Linked DNA regions of Gossypium arboreum: region 2 is linked to region 1. Evidence: chromatin contacts called from public Hi-C data. All regions are on one chromosome and are shown on one strand. Each heading gives the region's core, a stretch centred on a gene start, on an enhancer-like site or on the middle of the called end of the contact. The rest is flanking DNA. Distances are from core to core; before and after follow the strand shown. Region 1 overlaps LOC108482575 (nuclear-pore anchor). Region 2 holds the start of LOC108483532.

Region 1 (5,982 bases), core at 1,118-3,617:
TTCGCCCACGTTTTGTCAAACCTGAAGAGCCACAGGGTGATGTGGAGATGTCAGAAGCTACATCACACGATGTTGATGCTCAAGGAACTCTCACTTCACAAAACCAACAATCAGTTCGCAAACGTCTGGCTTCTGCTACATCTGAGTTGAGTGAGGATTTGCCAGTTCCCGGGGAGACCAGCACGGATGTGGTTGTACCTGCTCTTAAGAAATCAAAGGGTCCAGATTCTGGACAAGAGGCTGCTGAAGGTCAATTTGCTGCACTCTCAGAAAATGTTGGTTGTCCACAAGTAACAGACGAAGCTTATGATAATGTTGGTGATGTAACTCAAGGTTCAAATGAGGAGCTTGTTGATGTTGAGAAGGAAGAGGCTTACACAATGGAGGAAAATCTTGAAGAGTCAAAAGAACCCCAGGTAGATGGCATGAATGAGGTTGGATTGCAGGAAAATAAGAACAATATATCGGATGAGATCTTGGATAAACCAAGTGGAAACGAGGTGGTAGCTGATGAAGATTCAAAGAATCCAGCTGAGCAAGATAATCTACAGCCCGTGCTAGAAACTGAGAGTGAGAGAGAAGAAGGAGAGCTGGTCCCTGAGGTAGCAGCAGATACTGAAGGAGGTAATGATGCGCACAATGTGGTGGGATCCTCCGAGTTTGGCGATGGTCAGGCAGAGCTAGTTTCATCTCCTCTGGCTTCACCTTCAGGGGTTGATGATGAAGCTCTAGTTACCACAGCAGAAGGTGATAACTCTCCTGATGCTGTAAATGATGAGAAGAATGAGGAAGGTTATATAGGTGAAGAGACTGTTGCCGAAGGATCTGAAAAGTTGAATGATGGTAATGAGCAGAGTGTAGTGGAGACGGATCCAATGCCTGAAGCCGCTGCCGCTGCCGTTGCTACCTCTGGCACTAATGAGAGTGGCACAACAAGTGGTACACCTGAGGGTGAGGTCTCAAAAAACGTAGGTAGTTCAAGCGGTGCAGCAGCAGCAGAAGCAGAGGATGTGAAGCAGATGTCTCCCATAAGTGGGACTGGGAGCGGGAGTGGAGGTAGTGCAACCTCAACGCTGGTAAATCTTCAAGAGAGAGCCAGAGAAAGAGCAATGTTAAGACAGGCAGGAGTACTGGGTTCTACTACTTCAGGTAGAGGTCGTGGAAGGGTTGCAGTGCGTGCTCGAGGTGCTAGGGGGCGCAGTGCGCGTGGTGGACGAGCAGGTGGGGGACCACAAAATTCTGATCAACAGTGACCTATATTTGTTATGCTGGAGACCGGAGAGGTAAGAATAGAGAAGATGAAATGAGATGAGAGGATGTACTTTTTTTTTTTTTTCTCTATGAATCTTATTAAAAATATTTTTGGGAAAGAAGTTAGGAGATGAGAAGTTTTTAACATAATATATTTTAACGGACATAATATTGAGCAGTGGGTGCTAAATGAAGGAATGAATGAATGACAAGCTTGGGCTGGCAAATATCTTTTGTCTATAGCTCTTATGCTAATAAATTGAATTTCAAGAATACACAAGACGAAAGCTTCCAAAACACAGAAGAAATACATTGTGGATAACTTATTTTTCTCAGTCAAGAATTTTGTCTCTACTAGTTTGTTTTTATTTCATTTAATAATAATAATAGCAGCAGTAGTATGCAACGATCGATCTTTTCACAAGGATTGGTTGATTAGCTCGGACTTTGTAAAACCCATCTTCAGCAATGCACTTCCATTGTTTATTAGACTGAAGAAACAACATTCGGATCACAACCATTATCAATCAATAGTTCGTCGTCTTGGTCGGAACTAACAGACTACATCTCTTTTCTCCTTAGGGTTTTAAGTATCCAGTTTCATCACAGTTTGCAGGCAATTTTTCCTTTTGGATCTGCTGTGTTCGCTACTCATAAACTCCGATTATAACGTTGATTGTACCTGTCATGAACTCATAACGCTTTTTAGGATTTCTTTGACTCCAATCTCTTTCTTAGGTGGTGGTTCCACAACTAATATTTTTTCCTTTATTGCGTATATTATATCGATTCACATTATGTTGAGTGTACTGTTCAAATTTTTGAGTTTGATGAGTTCCATCCCCGTTTCTTTTCTTCGACGTTCTTTGGATGAGATTGTTCGTATTTTCACTGGATTTTGTCGGCTTGCTCAATCTTTTTCTTGGCCAGTTCTACTTCTACTCCAGTCCTTATAAAATTGATGGAGCCTAGACAATTGTGCATCTGTTAATGCATATCGCATGCCTAAATCCAAATATAAATGCCTGAATGACTCATTCTTGCGATGTGGAATCATCTAATGTACTCGTATAAAGTACCGTCTTTAACTTTGAGCGATGGACATTAAGCTTGAAGAAGTTCTGGATGTCACCATGCAATTTCCAAAGCAGGTCATAAAGTCTTGATTCAACCGATCGAATTTACGATTTACCCAAGGGTAAGAGAATGCCACTATGTTTTGGTTGGACCATAGAGCGTGGTTGGGAAAACTTATCAAATTGGGAACATTCTTGAGGTTATGGAAAGCCCTGAAATGATTTAGATTGTCGGTCGCGTGTGTGGAGCCATCGTAGATTTTTGGGAATAATTTCACTTTGGTTGATACATGGATTTGTCTTATGACCAATGGCAGGGCGATCTGTGCAACATTTGAACACTCAATCGTTGGATTGCCTTGAGTTTTATAGCTTTTGTTTTAATGCAGCTACTTATTTTGCGCTATCGACCGGATTTGGTTGACAAAACTTTATCCTTCATTTAGATGGTGGTTGGAGAGTGTCCGTTGTCTTAGCAGAGGTTGTGTGTTGTTCCCTCTAGAGGAGTTTGAACTTCTATCTGATAAGATCTGTCTAGAAGGTTGTGCGACGTTTTTTGTCGGTGGATTTGCTCCAATTCCTTCTGTGTCTTCTTCAATATCTTTTGTTTTGCATCAAAGGTGTTGGGAAGGAGTTAAATTACGAGGTACATTTAGAGTGAGAATCAAGTTGTTGTGGAATGGATGACATGGCATTTGCAATTAATGACACTGGCAACATCAATGGAGAATTTTAATATTTGCTGGTCTAGATGTGACCAATAAAGTGCTCATTCTAAGAATTACTCGGTTGGTTGCAATTGCATTTCATAGTACTATTGTCGTGGCTTGACTATACCTAATTAGTAAAATAGGCTAAAGGGATCTCGTAATAAATGTACTACATCGGGAGGTTAGTGGTTTGGGTTGGACTACTCGTTCCAGTGCTAACTGGTTTGGGTGGATGGCTAGTGCTGAAAGTTACCATGGGCGGTTGAAAGACAGTTGTCTACATTTATGACCTAGGCTTGTGATTTTGGGTATTTGTGATAGTTAAGTTGGGTTGTTTGGTGGGAGAGTCCGGCTTTTGTTCAAAGAATTCCCATTAATGGCGTCAATTGTTGATGTCTATTTGTAAAGGATGATCTGGAATGAGCTAGATTACTGTCTTAAGTGGTCTGCAAGGTAGAGAGATTATACTTTGGGACACCTACTAGTACTCTTAAAGTCAGTAAATATAAAATGGTGCAGGCTACTTGGTTAATATCAAAACATTGGTATTTATATATCTTTATAGTGCTTGCTTGATGATATGTGCTCCGTCACATCTTGTGAAGATTCAAATAAAAGAGCTCATAAGTGGACCAATGATATATTTTCATTTGCAAACATGATTCGTTTTGGACTATTATGGAAGAATAATTGGGCCTATTGCGTGAAGCCCAACACTAAGATGAAATGTTACTTTGGATTAAATATTTGCGCCCTATCACTTAGCCAGTTAGTTTTTGGGTTTAAAACTTCGTTGGTTTAATTTATGATCTTCATGTAGTAATGTATTGTATCTTGAGGTGTCAAGTGTGTCTTCAATTTATGCTTTGCATTATATTTAGTTTCCACAACTTTTGTGTGTCCATATCATATTTATATCATGTCACATGATTGTTGTCTTTAATGTGTCATGTTTATTATGTTTTAATTTCACAGCATGCATATTTTTATTTATATTGTGTTTGAGTTTTAACTATTGTATGTTTTAGTGATATTTGTTGTTTGTGATTTTAGCAAATGAGCTAATGGTTTCTATTTTTAGTGTATGTAGGTATATGACCAGTCACAAAGAGGTGCTTATGACTGTTAGTATTCCCATGCAAATTTATGCACGTTCATTTTCTTAGCCAATAAGAATTCATGTATTTCTTCAAACATTAAGTGACCATTTGAGTTCTGCACACAAGTGCATTGTTCTTGCCAAATTCATGAATGGCTGAATTCATGTACCAAGGCTCTTAAATGGATGTTCCTTCAAGGGGAAATAATGTGACTTTTGAAACAAACATTGAATATGCAAGTTCATGTATGGTAAGGGGAATACAATTTGTTGGTTTATGTATTTCCCAAGTGCATGTATGTCACACGCTAAAATAGGGCCTAAGAGTTTTAGGGGTATTTTAGGAATTTTAGCTTTCGTATGTTCAGAATTTTGTGACATGACATATCGGTAATGTTTGTAATTATGGTTTTTATAAATTTAATCAATTTTTAAAAATGAGTTTTAAATACCTTTAATTTTAAAAAAAGGAGTGATTTGTAAAAGAGTTAAATTTGTGAGTTTTTAAGAAGAATTAGACCAAAATTTAAAAAAAAACCAACCTATTTCTTCTTCCCACTTACAGTTTTTCACGTTAACTCTTCCCCAAAATCAGTGTTGCCGTCCCTTGATTCTCTCTTGCTATTTCAATCAATTTTGAACTCAAATTCCTAATCCTTTTTTATTTTTATCACCTTTAAACCTTAAACCTCTATAAAAGGCCAAGAAAAACACCAAAAAAATACCATAGTTCCTCCATTGTCAAGTTTTTGGATTTTTCGAATTTTCGATCAAACGCATAGATTTTCTTCATCTAAGGTAATGATTCAATTCCTTATAGTTTTTAATGTTATCTAGTATTTAAAACTAAGTTTTTAGCTGTTAAAATGCATGTTCTTGATAAAAGCCAAAAATCGGGTCATTAATGGTGAATTTCGGGTTTGTGGATAAAAACGTGATTGCAAAGTGTTTTTCAATTATTTTTAATATGATTAGAAGGTTTCTAAACTTGCTTTAAAGTTTCGTTAAGGATTTCTAAGGACTTGATGAATTTTCGTGAAAATTACCATAAACATGTTAAAAATTTTGATACCACGAATTGAGCAGTTTAAATGAGAATCAATCATAGGTGAATAATTAGATGAATGGAATTCGTTTTAGGCAAAAAGATTAAGTATAGACCGAAATATTTGAGTTTCAAGTTTGTTAGTTGAAATTTCAGTTTCTTGAGGAATATAGTTTAGGCTTGCGTTTTTTGTTGGTTTAAGTGAGTCTTTGGCTAAATTTTGATTGTGTATATTGTGTGGTAATATGTGTGGAGCATCGGAATCATTGGAACCTTCTACGATCAAGGTGAAAGACAAGGAAAAGCTATTTTAAGCTTTCGGCTTTTCGACGAAAGCCTAATTGGTGAGTGTTTTGGAATAGCTGCTCGTAAGCAATCTGTTGTGTATTTGGGAATTTAGAGATAGCCTAAACCCCTTCTTTAAATTCCGAGTGTAAGTGTTCTTTTACCTATGCTAAATATGTGATAAATATGGTTGTGAATTGTGAAGAGGATTGTGATGTGATGAAATATAAACATGTTGGGATGACTATTGTGACGATAAATATGATGGTATGTTATTCATGTCATGTGACAGTATGTATAATGTGCTAATGATATGATTATGCGGTGAATACGTTCGGATAATCGGTAAGTAATATTTGATGACATTATGAATATTTTGGCCTTGTGACTTGATGAAACCGTTGGATATAGTTGACATGTCATAGGATTGTGAGTACTCACTTATTTGTGTTGTGATATATGGGGCGTTGAGGCCTAGTGACAGTTTAGGAGAGATAAAGGAATGTGAGCCGAGCT
Region 2 (5,926 bases), core at 995-3,494, 130 kb after region 1:
GTGTTATTTGTTAGTCTAATGTGGTACTTGTATTTGACAAAATATATACATTTTAGTACCTGAAGACAATAACGTTAACTTTTTAGTGTTTAATTCGAGTTTTAGAGTTGATTTGATGAAAAGTCATAATTAGCTAATAATAATATCAATTAACATAATCAAATCAACCCTAAAACTCAATTAAATCACATCCATTGGACTATATTTGGCAAATTAAACAAATTCACAATTAACATTAAATTTATTCTATTAATAAGATCATCAAAAATTCAGACCTAAATAATTTAGCGATAAACTTTCATTAATCATAAGACCCAAAATAAAGACTAAAAGAAGTTAACATTGTTACTCTTAAATACCAAAATATATAAGTTTTGACAAATATAAGTAGCGCATTAAAAATAATTAACACAAATAATATCTCCAAAACGAAAATTAATACTACACAAATATATAAACTAATGAAAATCTAAAAAATTAACTTTATCTCTTATCTAATAAGTGATTGGAAGGAGTATAAATGAACTTTTACCCGAACATTTGAACCAAATTTAAATTTTAAAATTATTATTGTTAAAAGAATTTTATCTAAATATCAATATTAACCTTAGAAAATAAAATAGATGAGTAGCATTTATGGTTATAAAAGAAATTCCTTCTCAACCGTCTGATTAAAATGACATAATTAGTGTCTCTTATATTAGTTAAACCATTGCTTTAACCATACTTTCAATTTTCTCATTCTTTCATTTAGGGACAGCTTTTATGGAGGGTTATTGATTTGGGACTTAAATTATTAAACCAATTTGAATTCTGATAAACATTTATTGATACTTTTATTTTAAAACTTTATCCATGAATACTTGTTTTTGAAGTTAAAAATATAATAAAGAGGATGTGGTACACTTGATTAAATGCTAATTTCATTCCAATCATCTCATTTATTATTAAAATATTTTACTAATGCATTTTTATAATTAAATTTAGGAGAGGAATCACTTATATTAATTTAGAATTAAGGTAATTTTACTCTTTTTTTTTTTGTATGTTTTTGTAGTTGAGTTTATCAATATAATTATACACATTATGCATGTAAATTTTGAATTGATTCGATATCTCTATTATATCGATCTAAATATTGTACATGTTACTATTTATTGAATAATTGAAAGTTTTATACATAAAACAAATCGTTAGAATTTTAATTTATGTCAAATTTGACATACATTATCTATCTGAATAGAGTATAAAATATATATGTTAAATCATTAAAATATTAATAGTACAAAAATATATGAAAATATGTAAAATTTCTTTAATTTTTTTGAACAATCTCATTATAGATTCTGATTATATTATTTTTGTGACATAATGTTTAAAATTACTCATAACCCTTTCCTAACACAGAAATAGAAAGATAATATGATTTAGCGCACTCGAACCCATATATTCCTGCATTGGCAACAATACCTATGCTAATTGAACTAAAACTTAATTGACAAAACCTTTAAATTTACTTTGATACAAGTAAAATCTTCCCTTAAATTTATATAAATTAATTTTATTATTCAAAATTTTATTCAAATATTACATATAATAATTTTGAAAACTCAATCTATGAATAAATAAATCCAAGTTAAATTCAACTAAATTTTTTTTATCAATTCTCAACTCAACCCACCTTTTCAACCTAAATGAAACAAGATAGGTTATATATATATATATATATATATATATATACCTAACCTAGCTCTTCAATAGGTTTAGAGGTAAGACATAGGTGGATGTTATAGGTAGGGTGTTTAAGAAGTTGGTCACGGGATTAGGAAAAAATTATATCCTTTATAAGCTCAATTAGGTTAAGTTTGGTGGATCCAAATTACCTATTTTTAGTAATTTAGTTATAAGTTTTGATGTATTTTAAATTATTTATAATCTTTTTTAATTTATAAATAAAAGATATTGTGTTTAAGTGCACTCGAACTTACATCTTCTTGATAATAATATTTATACTAATCGAATTTAAATATACTCAATCTATTTTTATTTGGATAAAATTTATTCTTTTAATAGTAAAAATATTTCAATAATCTAAATAAAAACATTAATAAAATTTCAAATTAAACCAAATTTAAACTTGATAATATTGAATTGTTGACTTCAGATTGAAGTGACCTTTAACTCTTGGATAAATTTAAAAGGAAAAGCATGATTTTTGTTTATGTTTATTTATTTTATTGTTTAGGTGTATTAAAAAAAAAAAAGAAATAAAAAGGGTAAGGTCGTGGGTTTTGGGTATAGTTTGTTTCCTTCATTCACTCATTCACCCGCCGCCTTGAACTTGAAAAAGCAAAGAGGGAGAGAGGGAGAAAGGGTGTATTACCACTACATACATTATTATTTATATTTATCTCTGATTTTGGTTTTTAGTTTCAATTCCATGCATTGCCGCATTTGACATTCTCATTCTGCTTCTGATTCTTGGGAAAACAAAGCCTTTTTTACTTTATTTTGTAAAGTGCGTTTACCATTGAGAACCAGCAGACGAGAGGAGAGGAGAGGTCTGTGTTTTTTTTTTTTTCCCCCCCTTTTCGCGTAATGCTTTGCTTTGGTATTATAAGAAGAGCAAAGCTTCGGTTGGTTGGCTGGCTGGATATTTTATAAGTATCTTCCTTTGATTCTCCTCTATTTTCATTTCATTTGTTATAGCTGCTGGTGCTACAAAGAGAGAAGAAAATGAAGTACGTGCTGGTTACAGGAGGTGTAGTGAGCGGCCTTGGGAAAGGGGTAACTGCCAGTAGCATCGGCCTTCTTCTCAAATCATGCGGCCTTCGTGTCACTTCCATTAAGATTGGTATTTTCTTTTTCTTCTTCTGCAATTCCGATGGTTTCACTCATTTCTTTTTTTTCACGTTATAATAATATGGTCATCTGCAGATCCTTATCTTAACACCGATGCCGGTACAATGTCTCCTTTTGAGCATGGAGAGGTGTTTGTCCTTGATGATGGCGGCGAGGTTATTTTTTTTCTCCTATTTATTTTTACATCCATGTTCGATCGAACCTTGATGATGATGATATCGTACATTTGATTTAAGGTGGACCTCGACCTTGGAAACTATGAGCGCTTTCTAGACATCACATTAACGCGTGAGAATAATATAACAACGGGAAAGATTTACCAGGTCTCTTCGCGTTCCTTTCTTCTTTCTTCCATTCCAATTCAAAAACTCTCTCTTCAATCACCATGCTCCTTCTGTTTTTCACAGTCTATTATTGACAAGGAGAGAAAGGGAGATTATCTTGGCAAGACTGTGCAGGTCCGTTTTTAAGCTTTCCACTCTTTTATCAACAAAATCTCCTATGCATTGCTACCTTATGATTTCCTAATTTAAGTCTCTTGTCTGCTGTAGGTTGTTCCTCACATTACAGATGAAATCCAAGAGTGGATAGAACGTGCGGCAATGATACCAGTCGATGGAAAGGAAGGTCCTGCTGATGTTTGTGTCATTGAATTGGGTGGAACTATAGGTACATTCACTTCATTGATGTCTGTTTGCTGCAATTCTTGTTCTTATTTTTTTTCCTTATTTACCACTTTTCTTTATCCAGGGGATATTGAATCTATGCCATTTATTGAAGCCCTTGGTCAATTCTCATACCGTGTAGGTAAGAATAATGTCCTTCTTCCTTATCTGAATTTTGAATGTTATTTTCTCTCAGATGTTCAACTGGTATGATCATAATTTCACTTTATATTTCTTATTTTAGGCACTGGAAATTTTTGTTTGGTTCATGTCAGCCTTGTGCCTGTTCTCAGTGTTGTCGGTGAGCAGGTATGCCTAGAGACTGTGTATCTGTTTATACATCAAATTTTGTAAATTGTATATAGATTATAGATCATGTTCTGAAGCTTGATGCATTTAATCAACTTATAAGCTTGATTTGTCGCTATTTCTAATTATCTTTATGACAAATTGAAAATAATAGAAAACAAAGCCTACCCAGCATAGTGTTCGGGGACTTAGAGGACTTGGCTTGACCCCAAATATTCTTGCTTGCCGCAGTACAAAGGTTTAACTGTCATTTCTATTATTCAAATGTATGCGCTGGTGCTGGTTTTGCATTTCTTATTAATTTTCACTAACCTTTTTCTTTTTTTCCCCATAGGCACTTGATGACAATGTCAAGGAAAAACTCTCTCAGTTTTGCCATGTGCCGGTAATACAGTACGAATGCTATTTGTCTTTCACATTTCTAAAATCAGTAATTACTGTTATTATGAAAAATGACTTTTTTCCAGGCAGAAAATATTGTCACTCTTTATGATGTTCCAAATATCTGGCACATACCTTTACTATTGAGAGTAAGTTTTTTTAGAACAGTTTTTTGTTGAGTTTATTGTTGTTTAACTTCTCAAACACAACTTGACTGCAGAATGTCCTTTTGTTATTTATATATATATTTTTTCTGATGATGAGTAGGATCAAAAAGCACATGAAGCAATCTTGAAAGGACTGAACCTTCTAGGGTCTGCCTTTGAACCATATATCCACTCCTCCTCTCTTCTTTCTGCTTTTTCTGTTGCATGATCAATCTCCTCTCCCTTTGTTTTCTCTTTATATCTTTGCTGTGATGGGAGTAATTTTTTATGCTGCAGCATCTGGCTGTGGTTTTCCGGGCATTTATATTTGCGTTTCTATGAATTGCAGGATTGCAAGGGAACCTGACTTAACAGAGTGGACTGCTAGGACCAAAAATTATGACATGCTTCATGATCCTGTGGGTCTCAAGCAACCGTAAATTATGAGTTGTATTTATTTGCTCATGGTGGAATCATAATGTTATTTGCTGTCATTTACATTGCAGGTTAAAATTGCCATGGTTGGAAAATATGTTGGGCTTACAGATTCTTATTTATCCGTTTTAAAGGTGAAACCTTCATTAGTTCTAAAAGTTATGAAAAGCTATATCTATCATCATCATCATTATCATTTACCTTCTTCACTAAGTCATTTCTATATAGTTAATGCTGTGTTTACATTAGCTACTTGTGCACCATGTAATCCCTGCCTTCATTCCCAAGAAAACTCTTTCCTCTCATATGAAACCTTCTATGAGATATAAGTGGTTGTTTGATGTAATATCTGGAAGAGCTTTTCTACTGCAAAAGTAGATGCAAGGTGTTTGGCTTTCAAAAGTGTGAAACTTTTGTGGGGAAGCCTGTTATTTTCTATAGCCTACAATATTTTCCATCAAGTTCTCCAAGTTCTTGTTTAGCATCTTTGAACTAACTTCAGTTAGAACTCTAGTCTTACAACATCCACTACCGAATCTCCAGTTAGACCAAAGATGAGTGCAGGTAATATGCATGTGATACAAATGGTTTCTAATTAACGGGTTTATTGCTGTAGGCACTTTTGCATGCATCAGTTCACCATCGCAAGAAGCTTGTTGTGGAGTGGGTTGAAGCAAGCCATCTAGAAGATATTACTGCTGAAGAGGTGAGTCTTGATTGTAAATTTTTGCTGCACTGGTTTGATGGAGAATTGTGCATATTTTCTGTTAAAGAAAATATTGCCCCACTTAATGTAGTACATGTATACTTACAATGACAATAATTTACTCTTTACAGGATCCTAACACTTTCAAAGCAGCATGGAACCATTTGAAGGTTCTTTTCTTTCTCCACTCCATGATATATTTTCTTTTTGGTTTCAGATTCTTCATCTTTCCTTGTTTCATAGATATTTCCTTGAGAAGATCCTCTAAAAGGTCTCTAATTACAGGGTGCTGATGGTATCTTAGTTCCTGGTGGTTTTGGTGATAGGGGAGTGCAAGGGAAGATTCTTGCTGCAAAGTATGCTCGTGAAAGCAATGTTCCTTTCCTGGGCATTTGCCTCGGAATGCAGATAGCAGTCATAGA

Evidence for each region. A called contact is a pair of places that touch in the nucleus more often than the background predicts.
Region 2: a contact with region 1 is called in a Hi-C map of leaf, with 4 times the contacts expected there. The contact joins the promoter of LOC108483532 here to the enhancer-like site in region 1. A contact is called at or near these places in 3 of 5 Hi-C or Micro-C datasets (all in leaf).

Annotation. Positions count from the first base shown.
Region 1 is chr1:103,442,859-103,448,840 of ASM2569848v2, forward strand. LOC108482575 (nuclear-pore anchor) reads left to right here. Exons shown (of 48, transcript XM_053029841.1): 48 at 1-1,510. The coding sequence ends at 1,253. Among protein-coding and RNA genes, the nearest start is that of LOC108481619, 6.7 kb to the right of the region's middle. Within about 2 kb of position 2,368, at least 2 of the 2 cell types and tissues checked have an H3K27ac peak or open chromatin away from gene starts, as enhancers often do. A contact at or near this core is called in leaf, where this site is marked.
Region 2 is chr1:103,577,972-103,583,897 of ASM2569848v2, forward strand. LOC108483532 reads left to right here and starts at 2,245. Exons shown (of 22, transcript XM_017786982.2): 1 at 2,245-2,561; 2 at 2,710-2,854; 3 at 2,938-3,017; 4 at 3,099-3,185; 5 at 3,270-3,320; 6 at 3,414-3,531; 7 at 3,613-3,669; 8 at 3,772-3,836; 9 at 3,991-4,074; 10 at 4,171-4,221; 11 at 4,304-4,366; 12 at 4,485-4,531; 13 at 4,713-4,782; 14 at 4,870-4,932; 3 more. The coding sequence starts at 2,737.